Regions from separate parts of the Hordeum vulgare genome. Here region 1 is linked to region 2. A link is a contact called in public Hi-C data. All regions are on one chromosome and are shown on one strand. Each heading gives the region's core, a stretch centred on a gene start, on an enhancer-like site or on the middle of the called end of the contact. The rest is flanking DNA. Distances are from core to core; before and after follow the strand shown. Region 1 holds the start of LOC123409026 (RING-H2 finger protein ATL46-like). Region 2 holds the start of LOC123408383 (CBL-interacting protein kinase 29-like).

Region 1 (4,334 bases), core at 1,428-3,927, 290 kb before region 2:
TAGCTCATTTGGAAACACAGAAGAAAGAACACGTGCAATATCTGAAACTTGGCTGACTACAACTATCATAAAAGGAGTGCCAAATCATAAGTAGATGTAGCTCATCAGGAAAAGAATTGGTTAGATACGAAAATTTAAACATATGCACAGCGGGCTCTTGTAAATTACAGCCATGTGCAATTTCTGAAAGTTACAAGTGATTTTTGTACAAAAAAACCATTCCTTCCAGTATGCCTTAATTAACAGTCTATTTTACTTAGTACAGTTGCTTGTAATACTAATATGGGTTTTGCTCAGCCATATGAAGATCAGTGAATCATAAAGGTATTTGCGGAGGGGAATGGCCTGCATGAAAATTCAAACCCAGAACCCAGAAACAATCTACTCGTCTTCCTAACTTATCCAGTGAGTGCCAGCCTACTCCTGCCTTAGTTGTTTCAGTAGCAGCCCCCGCAAGTGTCCTTCCCATACATAAGTGTCTAACCTATGCATCACAACTAGGCACAATCTCAAGACATCTGCACCATCCTCCAAACTGAAACAAGAACCTAGATCAAAGAGCTACTTAATGCTAACCAGTAGCCACCAATAAGATAGTCATAGTACCAATAAGATTTCCCCCGCTACCCTTCTATGTGATAGCATATAGCTCAACTCTAAAGCTACAATGTTCTTTCTACTGCATGGTTCAAAAAAAAATTTGTTCTACACTTCATACCAACTGTTTTAGAAGGTCTAATTAGTACTGAAGCAAAACTCAAGTAATATTTATCTTATCATCTACGCAGTAGAAAGAATGACAAGATTGCAACTAAGGAGTCATTGCTAACTTTACTTTGAGCATTCTTGGAAGGAAAGTTTCAGGAATATGAAGGTAGCTTCAAACCGATACAAGAACATAAACAAAGCAGCATGCAGCAGAAATCACATGATCTGTAAGCTATCACAAATTGGCGCAATAGAGTAAGGTGGCATGACTACGGAAAACTTATCTCCCCATGAGATTAACCAATTCCAATTAAAACCTGAATATGAAAATTAGACTAGAATAATTATAGGTAAGAAATTAATGGAGTGGCACTAAGAAGAGAAATATTAGCTAGTATCACAGTACAGAGTCACATCACATGTTCAATTTATCCCCAGTGCCACCTCTCTTCAACCATGGAAGGCTCCCTGCTTCTGAACAATCATCTGAGCCAGCAGGTAACTTGCCCTTGAGATTAGACCACTGCCAAATCTTCGACATGGAGAAGCTCTCCCCTTTGTTCCGTGCGCAAATTTTCTTTCCCTCCATAATGTCCGCATTGACACAACTTATTCCCGGAGGTCTTAATCTCATCGCACCACCATTTCTAGCTCGGCCCGGCTGGAGAGCCACCTGAAGTTCTGAAGTCCCAAGAACATACTGATAAGTGCCCATAGAGAAGCATTTCCTTGCATCCAAACTGCTGCTGCTACTCTCCCCTTCCTCCCTCCTCAGCACAGCAGAATCGGCATTTCCACCTTCAACAGCACCCTGGGTGCCGACATTCTTGAACTTCCCAAGCCTCACCGGGAACACTCTTTTCTCGGCCGCCGGCTCCTGCAACCCCTCCGAGGACTTCTGCGTGGGCAATCCGAAACCATCCTCGCAGCACTCCGACAGCCGCCCTTCCTCCAACCCCTCATCGAAATCAAACATCGGGTTATTCTCGGCTGTCAGCCCTGGGGCGAAGAGCACCCCGCGGCAGAGCGGGCAGGTCGAGTTGGACAGCAGCCATGTGTCGATGCAGTTGAGGTGGAAGGCGTGCCCGCAGAGCGGCAGCAGCCGGAGCCTGTCCTCGGCGTCGAATTCGCACAGGCACACGGCGCAGTCAAAGGGCTCCTTGTCGCCGCCGCCGCCGCCTACGACGATCTCCCGGTAGGAGAAGACGGGCAGCGCGTCGATGAAGGCCTGGTCCAGGCCGGAGTCGTGAAGGTGGAACAGCTGCTGCAGCTGGCGCTGCAGCGCCGCGTCGGCCTCCCCGGGCCCCTGCGCCGCCGCGGCCGCCGAGCCCCCTCGGCGGCGGTGCTGCTTCTTCATGAGCAGCCGCACGAGGAGGTGGAGCAGGCCGGAGATGAAGAACACCACCGCAAGAATCACGATGATGAAGAGCACCGCGGGGCTAATCTTGCCGCCTCCCCCGCCGGAGGAGCCCTGCTGCACCTGCGCGGGTGGCGGCGGGGCGGCAGCGGCAGCAGCGGGGTACGAGTAGGGGAGCTCGTCCCTGACGACGAGGGCGCCATGGAGGCTGCGCGCCACTCGGTACGGGTAGGGGTACGCAGCCACCGCCGTCACCGCGGAGGATCCGGGCGAGGACGAGACCGCTTCTTCAGCCATGTCTCCTAGAGGCACCGGCACCCCCGCATCTCATCTGATCCGGCAGGCAAGAGATGCGATCTTTCGCGAGAAACCGGCAGCAATCCCGTCCGAAAAGGGACGCAAAAGCGGAGGCCGGACGGCACCTAAAAGCGGCGGGCTGGTGCAGCCCGGGGGGAAGCGTCCAAGGCGCTAGGGACCAAGAGAACCCCCGGAGGCTTCCTCCGGTCGGATGGCGGGCAGGTGGACACGGCGGGGATGCGGGGAGGAGACGGAGGATTGCGGTGGGAATCGCTGGGGAGCGGAGGAGGGGAGGGGAGGGGAGTGGTGGGAGCGCACGAGCTGGGGTGGGGAGGGGGAAAGGGGAAAGCGACGGCGGTGGCGAGCGGTGGCGTCGGCCCTGGGAAGGGCTCGGTGGAGTATTTTTTTTGTGGTGGTGCGGTCGCTTTCAGCCGCAACGATCGTTGGAAGTCGCGGTCGCGGGGGCGCCGGTTGCGAGGACAATAGTAGAGGCGATGCGCTGGGCCCGTACCCTGCCGGCTAGTGCAGGTGGGGGCCGTGGCAGCTTGCTGGCCTGTCCCGTGTTTGAAATGGCTGTGCGACTGCTGCTGGTCTTGGCTCATCGCTAGACCCACACCCACACCAGACGGGCCCGGGCCCGGACCAGGGCCGGTGCGTCACGCTAGCACCGTGTAAATAAATACTCCGTAGAACGAAACCACATTTTATGACCTGAATCGACATTTCCTTCTTTCCCTTACCAATGCTCAAATCACATCAAATATTACCAAAATTTCACCTGAATCAAAGGTTTCCTTACTTTTCATACCAATACTCAAGTCAAATCAAATCTTAATAACAAACTCTAAAATGTGATGGTGTAATATTCATGTTGGACACGTTGGTGTTGAACCGCCCTTGTGTTCCATCGCACGAGAATTAGCTCATTGAATTAAACAAAGCTAAGCCTCAGGTTTGCTATTCCGTGAGCTCTACCATCTCCAATTCGACTAGTTTGGCCCAATCCATGTGGGTCATTCAGGCCGGAAACTATTTCCCGTGGATCACAATTTCATTGTTTGGTTTGGGCAAGGGTGAAGAAAATCCCGGTCCAAACCACGTCGATCTCCTCCATTCTATTGGGTTCACAAGAATCAACTCCCCGTGTGGAACTAATCCACTGGAGGGGAGCGCAAGAAACCTAGCGAAGACAAGGAAAAGGTGGTTGCGACTCAAGAGATAGGAAGTGTGGCGTCGTGACGACGACGACTTCCATTCGAGTATGTTATCTCCTTTTTCCTTGCACTAGCCTAAATCCTCCCGATGAGGCTACCTACTAGTCTTAGGGACACCGACCAGACATCGAGGGCCCACATAGGGCCCCACACGTACGACGAAGTCTCATGACTACAGTTGCACTAGGACGAAAAACTAGGGTCCACTAGGATCCATAAGGTCACTCAGGCGTTCTTCTTCTAATCAGACATACCTCTTCACTCCGATCGTGGGCGACGTGGGAACTCCAACGGCCGAGGGTTTAACGTCACATATTGAGTACAATCATGGCTGTTGTTACGTGTAACGTTCATAGTTAGGGATGCAGTTTCAAATAACGTGGGTAGTTACTCTCATTAATGGCCCTTGTAATGGCACTCGGCAGGTCCAGGCAGACACTATATAAGCCACCCCCCGAGCTCCTGGGCGAGGGTTAAGCGCTGAGTGTAATCACACACACCCTAGAGAAAACTAAGCCTCCGGGCATGCGAGGTAGTGTTTTTACCTCTCCGAGAGGGGCCCGAACTCATAAAATCTGAGTGAAACACTTGTGTCGTAACTAGGCTCCTCCCTTCACTCGTACCCCCCGTACTCATTGTCAGCATCACTTCCACGACATCATGATAACACTCGGCGGAGAGATCTTGTTTGGTTCCCTCAGCTTCATCATCAACGATTCGGCATGGCTGCAGGGCGCTCTGCTAGACACTGCTCCAGA
Region 2 (4,256 bases), core at 471-2,970:
TTTTGTTTCCCATGCGACGTTCCCCAACAGTAGCATCACTCATCAGTTACATCTTTTTGGGCTGACTTCTATACAAAATGTTGTTTCACTTACTTCGTGCTGAGTGAGTTATTTGTGGTGCAAAAACATCTTAGTCGATGATGCTTTATATCCTATATATCTATCCATTTGGAATTTGGACTGGTGTTGTATTATCTGCATTATAAGCTAGGTCATTCGGGCTACGAAATTTGTAGCAGAAAGTTATTTCCATGTTGTGTTCATTTCTTTGTGTAAAATGATTATAGCAGCCCATGTATATAGAGACTTGTTATGCATATTTAGATACCATCGTAATTCAGCGGATTATTGATTAATTTCATTTCAGTCCCAATTAGTTTTGAACTCCGTCTTGAACCACGCCTCCTCCTCGTGGCCGCGCATCAGCTTCTCCAGCTCGCCGTTGCCGCCCATGCCGTGGCAGAACCACGGGTGCTCCATGATGCCGTCCGTGTCAATGTGCGTGGCCGGGTTGGGGTCGAGGATGCGGCGCAGCAGGTGGCGCAGCGCCGGCAAGAACCAGTTCGGGCACCGGAACTTGCCGGCGTAGATCTTGCGGTACATGTTGATGAGGCTGGCGTCGTTGAATGGGAGGTAGCCGGCGGCGAGCACGAAGTGCACCACGCCGCAGGACCAGATCTCGACCTTGGCCGGGTGGTGCCCCTGCTTCGAGAGGATCTCCGGCGCGACGTAGGCAGGGGTGCCGCAGAGGGTGTGGTGGAGGCTCCCGTCCGCGATGGCGCCGAGCCCGAAGTCGGCGACCTTAAACTCGCCCTCGCCGTCGAGCAGCAAATTCTCCGGCTTGATGTCGCGGTGGTAGACGCCGCGGGAGTGGCAGTACCGGACGGCGGAGACGAGCTGGCGAAAGTAATGCCGCGCGAGGTCCTCCGCCATGCGGCCGTCGGAGTCGACGAGCGAGAAGAGCTCACCGCCGGCGGCGAGGTCGAGGACGAAGTGGACCTTCTTGCGTGTGCCGAGGACATCGATGAGAGATACGTGCGTGCATGCATGCGCCAGAAGATTGAAGCTTAATTAATTCAGGTGCATTTTGAAATATGTGCGGCTATATTAATAAGTGACAAACGCAAGGGGCTGTGTGCAAAAGACCGACCCTGTCCCACTCTGTCCGCTTGGCACGCTGTGATTGACTGTGGACTAAATTTACACCAGAGTTACAAGTTTTAGGATCAAATAGGATCACTTTGCAAGTTCTAGGATCAATCCATCACATTGTGTGCAAGTTCTAGGATCCCGAGTCCTATTACCTAAAAAAGCTGTTGCTCGAGACAAAAGTCGGGAAACCCATGCCATGCATGTCATTTCAGGCCAAAACTGTTTGACCAGCAGCCGTTCAGTTGATCTGCGGCCCACTGCGTATCGGAATCTCGGGCACCGAGTAATATTTTACCAGACGCGGACGAATGCGGGCACGATCAGCTTTGACTCCGTGCGCCGGTCGGAGAGCTCCAAGCACGAGGCGGAGCGAAAGTTACCGTGGCTCGATCGATGCAGAAAAGGCGACCACTGACCGCAGCGGCGAGGCGAGCGCGACTCTGCGAACAGCCGTACCGGCGCCGTGCGAGCAAAAAAGGTTTGTCCTTTGACCTGTCCAGTGGGCAGCGGCACGGGGGCGGGCCGGACCGGACCACCCGGAAACCGCCGGGCCGGCGAGGGTACCCATGGCACGTGAACGCGCTCTTGCGTGCGTTTGTTGTCTTTGGATGGAACCGTAGAAGTTCATGTGCAAGAGTCCACTGCGGCCTGCGGCCTGCGGCGTCATCCACACTGGCACTGGGATGCAGGCATGCATGTACACACCACGACGACGAACTCACTGCACGGTGTGAGCCTGTTTCGTACTCCTACTAGCTGCCGCTGACCTGCTCGTGTTGTCACTTGTCACGCGACAGTTCAGTGTTCGTGGGCGTGTCCCGCGAGCTGGCCGATACGGTGTGTACTCTTGTGCCGTACACGAGGGGCACGAATCATGTGAAAGCATGCGGGCGGAAAAAAAGGGTCGCGCTTAGGAATCCAACTCAGTAAAAGCATCTTTACCGCAAAACCAATGCGTGAGTAGATGGTTAGGACGACTGTGGTATCCCTTCTCCAGTAGAGTTTAAGTCCTAGATTTGACGTTGGTGCTTGCATTTTTCTGGATTTATTTCAGGTCTTTCGGCGACGTGCTTTCAGTGGGCGAAGACGCTCCCTTCGACAACAAAGGCGTCACAGGCGAATTTGTCAATTTTAAAATGATGTGCCGGCTTAGTCTTTCAAAAATGCTCACAGGGATAGGGTGTGTGTGCGTGCGTTCATAGGGGTTCGTGTATATGAACGACTTTGATTGTACTCTGCTCAAAAAGCATCTTTACCCGATCTTGTAAAGGTACAAAAGGCCGTTGTTTGAAAAAAATTGGCAAATATGCAGATTTCATCATTTTGTGGCGTAAACAAATCCTACAAATCGGTCTCGTCCATAAAATCGGTCCCTCTGTCGCTATGACACCGGGGGCTTTTAGGGTTAGCCCCAGGTCCCTCCCCGTCACAATTTGTCCTCTCCGCCGCTAGCCCAAGTCAACTCCGGCGAGAACTTTCGTCCAACTCTTCCAGCCTTTTCCCCTTCTCGACGATCGGCGGCGCTGGTGAAAGCCGTGGTGCCACGTCGGATCGCCTTCGAGTAAGAGGCCACGACACGACGTGGAGGTGAGCAGGTCCAGTCGTGCCGTGGAGCCATGGCAGTCGAGACATGCATAGGACCGCAACATGCTCATCTGGAAAGGCGGGCGGAACCTTGGGCTAGCTTGAATGTGCTTGACAAGCACATCTTGGCGCACATCAAGAGGTGACACGTTGTTGATGAGGACCTCGATGTCGTGGAGCGCGTGGTGGCGCACGGAGAAGAAGGTGTCGATGATCGCCTCCCCGCGGCCAAGGAGGAGCACGACCTCACCCACGCGCTCCGCAAGATTGCCGCCAAGTACCACCTCGAGGTCAACGAGTTAGGACGTCGTCGACCTAGGGTCAATTTCTAGCGTGAAGTATGTATTTTATATGTATGCACTCTGGTGGTGATGAACAATTTCTAGCATGATTTTTTAAACAAATTGCAGCACCGATTTACCGTATCTATATTGCCCAAGATTGAGCGACGCCGTAAAAGTATTTTGTGGTATACATCAAACCGGTATGGCGATAACGACTTTTAAATGATCCGCTCTAGACAATGAATTAATGAATAGTGAAAACCATGGTTTATTACTTATTAGGTACCTTGTGCGCTCTCCACTGCCATCCTCTCGCACCACCTCTGAAGACATCATCGAAATTCGTCCCATGTCTTCTACCTCTGGGTGGCTTCAGATGACCGTGCCTTGCTTTAGTGCCTCCAATAGCTTGGCGACCTCGCCTCAACCATCATCTCCGCCCGCGTCAAGCTGTCAGGTCCAGGAAGATCACAACAAACCTGCAACACCTATGATTCCTTCTTCAGCTTCAGAATTCATCGCCAGGTCCAGCCCTTCGCGTGATGAGAGCATCGCCACGCCAAGTCCTACACCTTCACATGTAATTGTCACGCCAGGTTCTGCAAAGGTCTTCAGCTCTTCCAGCTTGCCGCCAGATAGGCAACCCACCCCCATCTTCGTGCCACGACTGTCGGTGTGGCTGCAAACACCAAGCTCCCCTCCCCCAAGGCGACCCACTACAAGGAGGAAGACACTTGCGGGCGTCACCGGCTTCTCTTTCAACCGCTGCAGCCCAAGACTTCGAGCCAAAAACCGTTTCATGACCATCGCCAGGGCCGGTAGTGAAATTTTGGGGGCCCGGGGCGAGAGTAAAACCTGGGGCCCTCAATGTAGTCATCATATTAAGGAAAAAATGATATGCATATATATGAAATATTACCAATAACACTTAAGTGCGCCCAAAATCAGTATATATATCTCAAATAATTTATACATATGCCTAAAAATGTCCAAATTCATCATGTGCTAATGATCTGTGATTCCTGCCAATGGTAGAATTGAGGATCTTACAGTAGAAGCAAAAATACTTTGATGATATCTTTTGAATAAACTCCTGCTAATGCTAGACCTGAAGATGTTAAAGCATAAGCAAAAAAACTTTGCTAGCATCTTTTGAATAAACTAATCATTTTAACATGTTCCTCACCATTGCTGAATTTCCTATGGTAATGGGCATATGTAAAACGGCTTCCTGCA

What was found. Hi-C and Micro-C count contacts between places; a contact is called where the count stands out from the background.
Region 1: a Hi-C map of leaf shows a contact between it and region 2, with 10 times the contacts expected there. The contact joins the promoter of LOC123409026 here to the promoter of LOC123408383 in region 2. A contact is called at or near these places in 3 of 6 Hi-C or Micro-C datasets (leaf and seedling) and 1 of 1 datasets of contacts at active chromatin or transcription factors (embryo).

Annotation. Positions count from the first base shown.
Region 1 is chr7H:96,315,661-96,319,994 of MorexV3_pseudomolecules_assembly, reverse strand. It overlaps LOC123409026 (RING-H2 finger protein ATL46-like), which reads right to left and starts at 2,677. Exons shown (of 1, transcript XM_045102027.1): 1 at 965-2,677. The coding sequence starts at 2,362. The coding sequence ends at 1,124.
Region 2 is chr7H:96,027,335-96,031,590 of MorexV3_pseudomolecules_assembly, reverse strand. It overlaps LOC123408383 (CBL-interacting protein kinase 29-like), which reads right to left and starts at 1,720. Exons shown (of 2, transcript XM_045101503.1): 1 at 1,533-1,720; 2 at 364-1,066. The coding sequence starts at 1,720. The coding sequence ends at 364.